4 separate regions of the Mus musculus genome follow, and all the other regions are linked to region 2. A link is a contact called in public HiChIP or PLAC-seq and promoter capture Hi-C data. All regions are on one chromosome and are shown on one strand. The core of a region is the stretch at or near the end of the contact, and the rest is flanking DNA. Distances in the headings are between cores, read along the strand shown. Region 1 holds the start of Snhg20 (small nucleolar RNA host gene 20). Region 2 holds the start of Sphk1 (sphingosine kinase 1). Region 3 overlaps Sap30bp (SAP30 binding protein). Region 4 has its middle 17 kb from the start of Snhg20.

Region 1 (2,700 bases), core at 179-2,678, 540 kb after region 2:
ACATTGGTTGTTTGTCCAAACTTATGGGTGGTGGCCAGCAGTAGTCAGTGTCACTCTGCAACGGCACATGTGGCTTCCCACAGTTGTGTTTTTACATCCACAAGACTCATCTCAATAAATAAATAAAATAGCCTTCAAAGGGGGAGTCTGTATTCAGTGGTTGGATTCACATTACAGTGAAACATGCAAAAACCCTTCATTCATCTCAATGAGGTTCGTGTGTCATTTTCTTCATTTACTGAAAATACAGAGTGCACCCTCTCCTTGCCTTTCCCCGCGCCTCTAGCTGACCTGAAGATGATCTTGATTCCAGTTAGAAGGAGCCACAGCTGTAGGGGTAATGGCTGTGTGACACTTTCCCTAGGGAGATGAGACCACCTTGTTTACTAAATGACAGACCAAAGTAACAATGACACCAAATGCCCCTCCCGCCCCCATGAAGTGGCCAGTTTTCTGGGGTTACTCACAGGAGCACGGATAGCCCAAAGACACTCACATTACTAAGAGCCTAGCCCAGCATGAGTGACAGCTCAGGAGAGCTGGAAACTGGAGCTCTCTGCATGATTTGGGGCTAATTCCACAAGTTCGGAGGGTCTCTCCTCATTAAGGAGGGCGGGGCCTTGTGAATCTGGTAAGCTTTAGGAATTTTTTGAGACTTGTCACTTATTTTCCGAGTCTTAGAGTCTTAAGGACTATCCGGATCGCACTTTCTCAAGCTTCCCTCCGGGTGAGATGTTTCGGAGGAAATTACTACATAGCACCGACTTGGCCCTGGCATTATTGATCAATTTTTTTTCGTGGGATTTCCCATTGGCCCCTGGGATACCTTGGGATGATTGAAACCTGGACCTGCATGCAGGACTTGGATGCCACTTTGGAGGTTGGAGGTCTTAGCCCAGAGATGCCACATCACAGATCTAACTAACCCTTTGCTGGACCACGGTGTCATGTTCCTCGGGAGGTCTCTGCTGAAGGCATGATTCTAGATACAGTCCTGCGGCGGTCAGGTCAGAGGTGCGATTTTGGGAAGCCTTTGGATCAAGAGGGTGCTGACGTCAACGGGTATCAGTTGATACCACCTATGGGTTTATACTGTGATGGAAGGTCACACACAGGTTTGCAACAGAACCAGCTGGGTTTCAACTGCCTTTGCCACAACAGGGCTGACTGGGCTCGGGAAAGTCAACTTTTTGGTCTGCACAGGGCTGCGTGATTGATAAAGGGTCAGTGGCTAGGCTAGCTCCTGCCGCCCAAGAGTAGGGAGTCCCTCCCGCTTGCGCCCCTGTAGACGAGGTCCCACCGCCGCGTGGAACTCTGGCCGCTCTAACCGCGTCTAGAACGCGGCCCCTTTAAGGCCGACCTGGATGACCCGAAGGCCAGAGCGACCTTCTAGCGGCCGTCTCGATGGTAAATCTTCAGTTCCGGCCGGAAGTGCATTTGCAGAGCTGGTTCCGCCGGGGAGGAGAACTCGCGTGCTCCGTGCAGAGGGGATGCATCCTGCGCAGCGTGGCTCGGGGGCGCCGTGGAGCCTCCCGAAGGCGATCGTGGGATTCAGAAACCTCTCCCGGGACTCCCATGGGAGGAGGCTGACCCCGGGCCGGCACGCGATCGCGGGATGGGCTGGAGTTGTAGGAAGGCCCTAGGCCCGGGCCGCCATCGGCGGGGCACTGGCTGCTTCTGTGTTGCAGGCGCCGCACGGGTTCGTCCGCTTACACAGAATTGTATTAAATTGTCTTTTTATTTCCCCACCCAGGAAATGAACCACATCCCCCAACGACTAGACGGAAGCACGCACAAGCTCCTTCCTCCCGAGGAGCGTTTCCAGTGACTTGAGCTTGGTTGGCCCAGGTATGTCAATCCTTGGGGGTGGGACGGTGACCTGAGGCCGACGGTCTGGGAAAAGGCTCCTGTGTGGCTGTACCCGCCCGAGGTGGGTGCAGCCCCGTACCAGACAGCCCGACCTTGACCTAAAGTAAAATCCCAGAGGAGGAGGAACCTCTTCCCTGGGGTTAGAATTTGCAGTAACAGGTGTGGACATCCTAGCAGCAGTTTGGTGGTCATGTATGATACTGCAAACAGGAGCCCTGCTGAAGCTGTGGGGACTGAGCACAGTCCTCCAAAAGCAAATATTTGACCATTACTCAAGCCCCTCACTTTAGATAAAAAAGAGAAAAAAGACGTATTCATTATTTTATTTTATTTTAGAGTGTGGATGTTTGCCTGGTGCCCCCAAGGGGTCACAAGAGGGTACCAGATTTCCCAGAAGTGGCATTATAGAGTATTGTCAGCCCCGGTGTGGATGCTGGGAACTGAACCCAGGTCCTTTAAGAGGGCAACAAGTGTTCAGCTTCAATGCTGAGCCATCTCTCCAGCAACTGCACCACCCCGCTCTGAGATAGGGTCTCACTTAGCCCAGGCTGGCCTTTACTCATTAAGTAGCTGAGGGCAGCCTTTGAACTTCTAATCCTCCTTCCTCTGCCTCTGGTAGCCGCCTGGATGACCGGCATCCTCGAGCACACGTGGTTTATGGGATGTACGGATAAAGCTCAAGGCTATATGCATGCTAGGAAGTCTTCTACTCCTGGGTGTCTGTCCCACCCACGTGGAGCTTAAACAAAGATGCATACAGTTGTGACTCCAGACGTCACTGGACAAGACACCAGTACAACCCAAACAAACAGAAATCGTTCCCCAGGACTC
Region 2 (2,744 bases), core at 196-2,695:
ACTGGAACCCCCCTCCCACTGGGTCTCTTCTGAGCAGAAGGGGAACCGGCCCTGAGGCCCAAGTATAAAATGTCCTGCAGGCTGCTTCTGCTCTCTCCCACGGACTGAGTTTCCAGTCAACCTTGCTCCACGCTTGCCCTCAGAGTATGAGAAGTTCCAGCCCCAGGCCTCAAAGAAAAGCGAGACCCTGATCCAGGTCGGCATTTTGAGCGTAAATTTACACACAGCCCGATCTTTCCTTCCCCGTGCCTCAGTTTCTCCTCTTTAGTTGTTAATGACTTGCTTGTCGGGCTTGATAAACACTCCTTCCCAAACCGTGAGAGAGCAGAGGAGGGTGTTTCCTACAGTCTGGGCAGCCAGCCCCCCTCCAAGCTCAAAATCTCGGGGAGAATAGTTTCCTCCCTGAGTCTGCTAGATACCAACGCCAGATCTGGACCCTAGGTCTCTGGTAAGGGGAGGGGGCAGGGTAGACAAGGGAGCGAGTGGCAGAGAGCCTGGCTTCCCCGCAGAGCCCCCTCCTCCCACCGCGACTCGTGTCCCCGCAGCGCGTGACCACGGCACTGCGGCTGCAGAGCTGCAATCCTTCCTTGTCCGCGCTAGATTCCAGGGGTGTAAGGTGGGAAGCCGGGGATGGGGGTAGGTGCAGGACCAGATCTTGGTAGCCACGAGTCGCGGAACCGGGGGTGGGTGATGACGCCCTTGCTCCCTCCAAATCCTCATTTTTTTTTTTTTTTGGTTGGTTGGTTGTTTCCGGGAGTTTCTCCACCCGTGAGCGTGTCGCTGAGTCACCTTCTCGGAAGGCACTCGGGGCGTTCATGATCCGGTCAGGCTGTCCCGCGGCTGTACAGAGCCAAGGCATATATTGCAGTGACGCGTGCGGAACCGCAGGTCCAGCCTGTGCCCCTGGCCCTCCTGGGGACTCCTAAAATACTGAGAAACTCGGTCGGGGAACTCCAGGGTCCTCTGGGAGAGAAGCCACCTTCAAGGCGTGACCTAGTTCACTGCAATCCTTTCTTATCTGGGTTCGTTTTCCTCTTGGACTCGCCTCTTCTGGACTTTAAGAAGCGATGCGAAGATAGAGGTGGGTGGGGTCGCGCGGGGGCCGGTGTGGGCGCGCCAGTTCTCTGTAACCGGAGCTAAACCAATGCAGCTTCCTTGGGAGTTTGGTGTCTGTTTTTGGTGCTTGGTAGGATTTGGGAGCTTCTTTTTCCAAGTCTCCGCTAATAATCTTCCAAAAATTTAACTCCGGTTAGTCACGGACACCCTCAGGTCACTTGCCATGAAATATATCACTTACACAACTATGCGTCTTGTTTATCTCCACCGAAGCGCATACACCGGGGCACGTGTGCATTTTCACCCCGAGATCGCCCGAAGGGGTGGGGAGGTTGGGACCACGCCCCCATGCTAGCCTCTCCAATCCTGATGAGAGCCCCCATTGCCCTGTCCACACTGCTGGGTTCCTCCAGTCGGTGAGGATCGTGGATCCCGATCATCCGCGGCAGGCAGCATCTCAGGCCTTGATAGTGTTCCCTGGGGGGAAAGACTCCACCTTTGGAGGTTGCTGACGAGGTACTCTCATCTCGACTTCGTCCCCAAACCGGTTCAGCTTTCTCCTGAAAGGCGTGCCAGACTGCTTCGGGTTCGGCGTCTGAGTGAGCCAGCGGCTGCATCTGGAAGCTAAAAGTAAAGGCACCGCGGAGGAGCAGGGGAGGAAGAGAAGTTCGCGGGTGGCGGGTGACCCGACCCTGGCCCAGAGTCAGGACAGCACTAGGGTCTGGATGTGGAATTCAGGCTAGGTCTAAGCGACGCCAAAGAGGCGCTGCATCCCTACTGTGAACAGCAGTTTCGAGGTTCAGTAAGCGCAGACCCACGCGTACCCGAAGCCCGCTCGGATGCTGGGCGCCGGCATGTGGGCTGCGCCCTCGCTTTCGCGCTCCGCGGATGCGCTGCTTCAGGCCGGGCTCAGAACCCCACCTCTTGCGGACTTCCTAAGCTGTTCCTCCAGCACCGGGCGCACAATCGTATCCGGGGATCCTGCCCCTCATCTGCGCGTGGCCGAGCCCAGGCTGGCGGCGACTGTGTTCGGGGAGGTGCAGTGAGATCCCGGGCGGGTGGGGGACCAGAGCTGCGCGCAACTCTGGTTCCACCCCGAGAGCACAAGGAACGCGGGGCGTGGCCAGGCCGGCCCAGAGGCTCAGCGCCCTCCCCGGGCCGCCGTGAAATTGAGCAAAAAGTTTGAGACCGGAGGGGGGCGATCCCTTGGAGTCGGTGTCAGCCCAGTGCTTCAGTTGTCCCTCTGTCGCGGGTCTGAGTCGGAGAGGAGCTGCTTTCCGCCACTGGCCGCCCGTGGGACAGATTGGGTAGGGATCCCCTTTCCCCCGCGCGCGCCCTCCCGTAGTTGGCGGTGCCTTCGTGGGTCCGTGAAGGAGACGGCCCCACGCCTGCGCCTCAGTGCACACTCGCGCTCCGGCAGGGCAGACCATAGTTGTGGGTCCGCCCAGCACAGGCAGGCTTTTGCGGGACTTGGGCGCTGTTCTCACGAGTGCGGCACGCACCCCCACCCCCACCCTCTTGGAGACTCGGAGCTTCAGCGGCTTCGTAGTTCAGGCAGGGGACCGGGCGACTGCGCAGGTTGCGATGGGGTTCTTCGTCCCAGAGTACGCGCCTCTCAATGCCAGTTCTGGGAATTGTATGCAGTTGGATTCTCCACCAAGCCCGAAGGGTGAAGAGCCGGCCCGACG
Region 3 (2,700 bases), core at 86-2,585, 580 kb before region 2:
CTGGAACTCACTTTGTAGACCAGGCTGGCCTCGAACTCAGAAATCCGTCTGCCTCTGCCTCCCGAGTGCTGGGATTAAAGGCGTGCGCCTCCATGCCTGGCAAGATGTGATCTTGATGGAAGTTCAGCCCTATTTTAACAGTTTCATATAAATGAGGCTTATTGACAACCACTTGGGCTGGGTCATTGTGTTATGAAGGCCTTCCTTGCGTGATAGGATGCTTGACAGAGTTGCAGCCTGCCGATAAGTGTCCCTTTGAGAGCAGAGTTGCCCCAGGCTGAGCGCCTGGTGGATCATTGCTTTCCTGCCTGGCTTTCCCCTTAAGCAGGTTCCTTAGAGGTTGCACGCACACTGCTGAGAATAGGTGTTCCTTTACATTTGTCTGTTTTGACGAAAGGACCTCTCGATGTAGCCGACATAGTCTGTTATTTGCCCTCTCGTGGCGGGCACAGTGCACTGTCACCTGCGTAGGGTGAGTACTCTTCTCTTTGAGGAGTGGGTGGTAAGTCAACTCTTCAACAGGATGGCTTTCAAAGGACTAGCCAACTCACGGGCTTCTCCAGTGCTCTAGCTCCTGACAGCTGCCTGCCCCACGGGCCTGGAACAGTATTGGGTGTAGTCCAGGGGTCTTCAAATCACTCAGGAGCCCCTTCTTACAGCCAGTTAAGTATTCTGCAAGTGTCCTCGGCCCCACTGGGCTTTCTGTCCCTGTTCCCCTGCCGTAGTCTGAGTCCCTGGAACTAGCTACTCTGCTTAGGTTCCCACCTGGTGGCCATGGATACTGCAGATGTTTTCTGACAGAGGCGTTAGCAGGATGTGACTCATGCTGACAACAGGCTTTGTGGATAGTAAATGGAGCTACCCCTAGCATAGCCAAGGCATAGGCACTGTGGCAAGTGTCTGCGGGCACACTGCTGACACTTCCTGAGATGGTTAGGGGCTCTGGCCGCTCTGCAGAGCAGCTGTTCTCTGTACTGGGCACATTCTAGGACTCAGGGAGGAGGCACTCAAGTCTGTCCTCAAGTCTCTGAAGTATACTTTTATTTTGTTGTCCAGCATATGTCACCTTCTTGTCACTTATTTCCCAGGAATACTCTTGTTTCTACCCCAATTTATGAGGCTCCCTCCTCCTCCATACTCTCTGTCACTTATGTCCCAGAGGGTGGGGGGTTGCTACAGTAACCGTGGCACACCCTGTTTTTCTAAAAAGCTTTCCTGGCAAATGGCAAAGGGCATTCTTTGTCTGTGTCACGTGCACATATACCCTCTGTGGCCCAGCGCCTGCCAAGCCTTGGTTTTGTTATGAATGTTCACAAAATGCCCTAGCCAGCTCTTTCCACCCGCTTCCACTCTGGGCTGGCCTCTGCAGACTGAGCTCAGACCTAGACCAACGTCTTACCCCAGGGCTAAGAAAAAGGAAGAAACCAAGATTTGGCTTGACTGCCTGCCAGAGCTGGGTAGTGCCCTGCCTGAGGGCCAGTTGGGAGGTGGCAGAAAGGCATGGTGCAGCGGCAAGTGTGTATCCTATCCCCCTTGTGGGGACTGTTCTCGACTGCAGTTGCATCTCAGGCCACAGCATGACCTTTGATCTGTCGCCCAGCCTGTGCTCTGGGTGTGTCTAGTTAAAACCACTGACATCTACGAAGCCCAGGCTGTACTTATGCTTTAAGACTGCCTCAGGCCTGACCCCTGGCCTCAGTGTGTTCATAGTGTGCACAGGCCCGATCCACAGTAACTGTCCTGGAAGTCATTAGAGTCTCCAGGGTCTTGAAGGCCTTGTCTTACTCAGCACAGGGATGGTAACTATGCAGAGATCAAAGCACCTTATCTGCTAAGAAGAAAACATTAACCCATGCTGGGTGCACAGTGCACACTTGCAATCCCAGCCAATCGAAAGGCTGAAGCAGGAGAGTCCCTTCTAGGCCAGCCTGGGGCCCTAAATGAGGGGTTTCCCCCTACACACACCTAGTTTTTCTTTTTTGTTTGTTTGTTTTTCCCTTTTGTTTTGTTTTAATCTCTTAAGACCTGGAATTATTTTAGAATCATGACCGTAGGGGAGGCTCAGCAGGTAACACATTCTGCTCATAGACAGGACCCATGTCTGGGGGTTACAACCTCTGATAAATGTCACCTCCAAGGGATCTGATGCCTCTCTGGACTCCTAGGGTACCACACACAGACATGCCTATAATTTTTAAAAAGTAAAATCTTAAAAAGAAAAAAAAAAAAACAGCCTTGGACTAGAGACCAGGAAGACCATGCCACCCTCCGCCTTCCCCCAGACCCCCACCATGCCACCCTGCACCTCCCCTAGCCCCACCCCCGCCACCCTGCGCCTCCCCCAGCCCCCCCCCCCCGCCATGCCACCCTGCGCCTCCCCCCAGCCCCCTGCCATGCTACCCTAAGCCTTCCCACAGACCCTCTTCAGCTCTCTAGAGCTGTTCCTAGGACAGGCTTAGAGAAGGGCCTGGCACACAGTAGGTCCCCCTGCTGGGCTAGATGCTATTGGTGGTGGCTTTTTGGTGCTTGCCTTCCTCCTGCCCCACCCTGTGCTGTCTGCCACTGTTTGCACATTGTATGGTTCTTTTCATGAGGAATGTTTCAAAGAGCATGACAGAATCTTACAACAATCAGCCCATTGTCTGTGTGCTCCAGAGCCGACTCTGAGGTCCTGGGGTGGCCGGAGGCTGTCAGGGAAGG
Region 4 (2,799 bases), core at 155-2,654, 530 kb after region 2:
CGGAGCTCCTTAATTACCCACCCCAGAAAGACAGTGACGTCCCTGATACATGCAGGACACATCCCAGGGCCAGTCCCCAGACACCTGACATCTCTGCTGGACTCATGGCTCCCCCATGGGGATCTCTGGTGGACTCATGCTTCAGTTTGTTGTGGGGACCTTAGAAGAGGGGTAGACATTGTTTACAGTTCCCCAAGGAAAGAATTCTCACAGGAGAGCTGAGGGCTCCGTAGAGGATTGTAACTATCTCTACCACCTCATCCTTGCTGAGCTAAGCAGGGGAAACTGAGGCAGCCTCCTCCTCCCTCCAGCCCACCAGCTCTTTAGTGGCTGTTTCAGTGTCCTATGGCTATCATAGCTAAGTCTCACAATTGAGATTAAACAATGGATACTGATTTTTCTCAGGATTCTGGAGGCCAGAAGTCCAAAGCTGGGGTCTGGGCAGGGCCTAGTTCTTTTTGAGTCCACTTTCCTTGGCTTGCAGGTAGCTGTCTTCTCCTTGTGTCTCTTCAGATCGTTTTCCCTGTGTGCCTGCGTCTGCACTTCCTCTCTTTCGTGCGCATGTGTAGTCATCTGTGTGCCTCTCTCACTAGTCTGGACTCTCCAAGTTGGGCTAGGCTGCCTGGCAGCAAGCCTGGAGGTCCACGTCCCCCTCCCGTCAGGATTAGAAGTGTGCAGGGCCGCTATCTTTTTTACACAGCTGCCATCTTTTTTACACAGGTTCTGGGGACTGAACTCAGGCCAGCATTTTCCTGACTGAGCCACCCTCCCCAGACCTACGGCCTTCCTGCTAAGAACACCAGTCATGGGATGAGACCCTAAGACATCTTCAGTTGATCACCTCTGTAGAGACTCCGCCCCCAGGGCTGAAGAGGTGATTAAGAGCATGCAGGAGATCTGAGGTCAGTTCCAGCTCATGAGCCCTATACTACAGCTCTAGGGATACCCAGTCCACACACCCACGACGAGTACACACATAATAAAAAAATAAAATAAATCTTATTTTATGCCGGGCGTGGTGGTGCACGCCTTTAATCCCAGCACTCGGGAGGCAGAGGCAGCCGGATTCCTGAGTTCGAGGCCAGCCTGGTCTACAAAGTGAATTCCAGGACAGCCATGGCTACACAGAGAAACCCTGCTTCGAAACCAAAAAAAAAAAAAAAAAAAAAAAATTATTTTATAGCCCCTGTTTCTAAATGAGGTCACACACAGTTCAGGGTCCTAGCAGTCAGGACTCCAACCTATGCATGTTGAGTAGGAGCGGACACATTAGCTTATACCGTTAGTGACATCTTTTCCCTAAAGCCAGAAGGTGCTGTTGGAGCTGCCTCCCTCTGTCACTGCACAAGGCTCTCTGGAACCACCGAACTGGGAGAACGATGCACCCTAGCAGCCAAGTGGCTTGGAAAACGCATTTAGGCTCAAACAAAAGGCACCAATTGAACAAAGCCAGCAAGACACAGCACTAATTAGCAGCCACACTTTGTTTCTCCCCCCATCCAGCTGCCTCTGGAATCAGAAAACAACCATTCGAGTGAAAGCCATGAAATTAAAATGCTTTTTAAAAAAACGGGCTAATGTTCTGCGGGACCGTGTTTCCAAGACAGCCTTTGTTCCGTCTTCCGGGCTTTCTCATCAGCAGAAAACACTGTCTTGGATTGACAGGGGCAGGAGAAGATAAGAAGCCAGCCGCGGCCCTGAACACATCTCTGGCAATTTTCTCTTCTATCTTATCGAAACCTCCAAGACACGTTATTTTCATCTGACGTGTGGTTCCAATTTGAGGAAGAAAGGAACCTTTTATCCCTTCCATCCCCACATCTTTTTTTTTTCCTCCCTCCCTCTCCCAAGTCCCGAGGGAAGCTTTGGGGGATGAACATTCTACCACTTGCCAGGGCTTTGGAATCCCAAACTCCTGCCAACAGTGGTGTGGGGACTGATAATCCTCTTTCAACCTGGAACGTCCAAGGTGTTACTATAGTGCACACCGGTGTGCCGTGTGTGGGACCATCACAGCTTGATGGCAAGCAGGTGCGGAGACTCTGCCACCCACTTTCACCCTTCACTTCCGGGTGGACAGCGGGGGGGGGGGGGGGGGGGTGGCAAGAGCATTTAACCTCTGAGCAGCTGCCCTGTTCTATCTCAGGCTCTGCAGGCCACCTGGCGCTAAGGCTCAGCGGGCAAAGACTTAGTGGGCAAAGATCAATGTCTTTTTCAGGCTGCCTCCGGAGCTGTGATTAAAAAGCCCTTTCAAGGTGACGATTGATAGCCCTAAGGCTAGACTGTCCTGCCCCTACTGGAGGACCTCTGGCAGGCAATCAGACATATGACAGTGGTTCTCAGGGACAGTCTAAACCACTGGGACAGCAGAGGTCCCCCAGGCTATTTGGGCAAAGAAGAGGAAAGTTTTTTGGGTGACACAGCATATACCTTGGGGGGAACAGTGACTGTGTCTTGCTATCATTCTGTTTTCTTTTGTTTTTTTTGGTTTTTTTTTTTTTTTTTTTTTTTTTTTTTTTTTTTTTGAGACAGGGTTTCTCTGTATAGCCCAGGCTATCCTGGAACTCACTTTGTAGACCAGGCTGGCCTCAAACTCAGAAATCCGCCTGCCTCTGCCTCCCGAGTGCTGGGATTAAAGGCGTGCGCCACCACGCCCGGTTTATCATCCTGTTTTTATTCAGGTGTCACTGGTGCTAATTATCAGAAGGGGTTAAAAGCTGGAGAGTTGCCTCAGTGGTTAGAGCACTTACTGATCTTAGCCTGGTTCAATTCCCAGCTCCCACATGGTAGGTCACAACC

What was found. Promoter capture Hi-C pulls out the DNA fragments that hold promoters and counts their contacts. HiChIP or PLAC-seq counts read pairs in DNA pulled down with a chosen protein or histone mark.
Region 1: a contact with region 2 is called in an HNF4G HiChIP or PLAC-seq map of pancreatic cancer cells. The contact joins the promoter of Snhg20 here to the promoter of Sphk1 in region 2. A contact is called at or near these places in 5 of 39 promoter capture datasets (cranial neural crest, embryonic stem cells, hippocampal neurons and 2 more), 1 of 115 datasets of contacts at active chromatin or transcription factors (pancreatic cancer cells) and 1 of 9 other capture datasets (liver).
Region 3: an HNF4G HiChIP or PLAC-seq map of pancreatic cancer cells shows a contact between it and region 2. The contact joins the enhancer-like site here to the promoter of Sphk1 in region 2. A contact is called at or near these places in 4 of 39 promoter capture datasets (the C10 cell line, HPC-7-derived erythroid cells, liver and 1 more), 2 of 115 datasets of contacts at active chromatin or transcription factors (embryonic stem cells and pancreatic cancer cells) and 2 of 9 other capture datasets (liver and pancreatic islet).
Region 4: a contact with region 2 is called in a promoter capture Hi-C map of hippocampal neurons, with 4 times the contacts expected there. The contact joins the enhancer-like site here to the promoter of Sphk1 in region 2. A contact is called at or near these places in 8 of 39 promoter capture datasets (the HPC-7 cell line, embryonic stem cells, hippocampal neurons and 3 more) and 1 of 484 Hi-C or Micro-C datasets (liver).

What each region holds. Positions count from the first base shown.
Region 1 is chr11:117,075,355-117,078,054 of GRCm38.p6, forward strand. Snhg20 (small nucleolar RNA host gene 20) reads left to right here and starts at 1,429. Exons shown (of 2, transcript NR_027059.1): 1 at 1,429-1,848. It overlaps Mir6516 (microRNA 6516), which reads left to right and starts at 1,994; the gene lies at 1,994-2,103.
Region 2 is chr11:116,531,006-116,533,749 of GRCm38.p6, forward strand. It overlaps Sphk1 (sphingosine kinase 1), which reads left to right and starts at 1,446. Exons shown (of 6, transcript NM_025367.7): 1 at 1,446-2,363.
Region 3 is chr11:115,954,051-115,956,750 of GRCm38.p6, forward strand. The region is part of intron 4 of Sap30bp (SAP30 binding protein); the gene reads left to right. Among named protein-coding and RNA genes, the nearest start is that of Gm39474, 13 kb to the left of the region's middle. Within about 2 kb of position 1,336, at least 176 of the 459 cell types and tissues checked have an H3K27ac peak or open chromatin away from gene starts, as enhancers often do. A contact at or near this core is called in embryonic stem cells and pancreatic cancer cells, where this site is marked.
Region 4 is chr11:117,058,702-117,061,500 of GRCm38.p6, forward strand. No RefSeq gene overlaps it. Among named protein-coding and RNA genes, the nearest start is that of Snhg20, 17 kb to the right of the region's middle. Within about 2 kb of position 1,405, at least 48 of the 459 cell types and tissues checked have an H3K27ac peak or open chromatin away from gene starts, as enhancers often do. A contact at or near this core is called in hippocampal neurons, where this site is marked.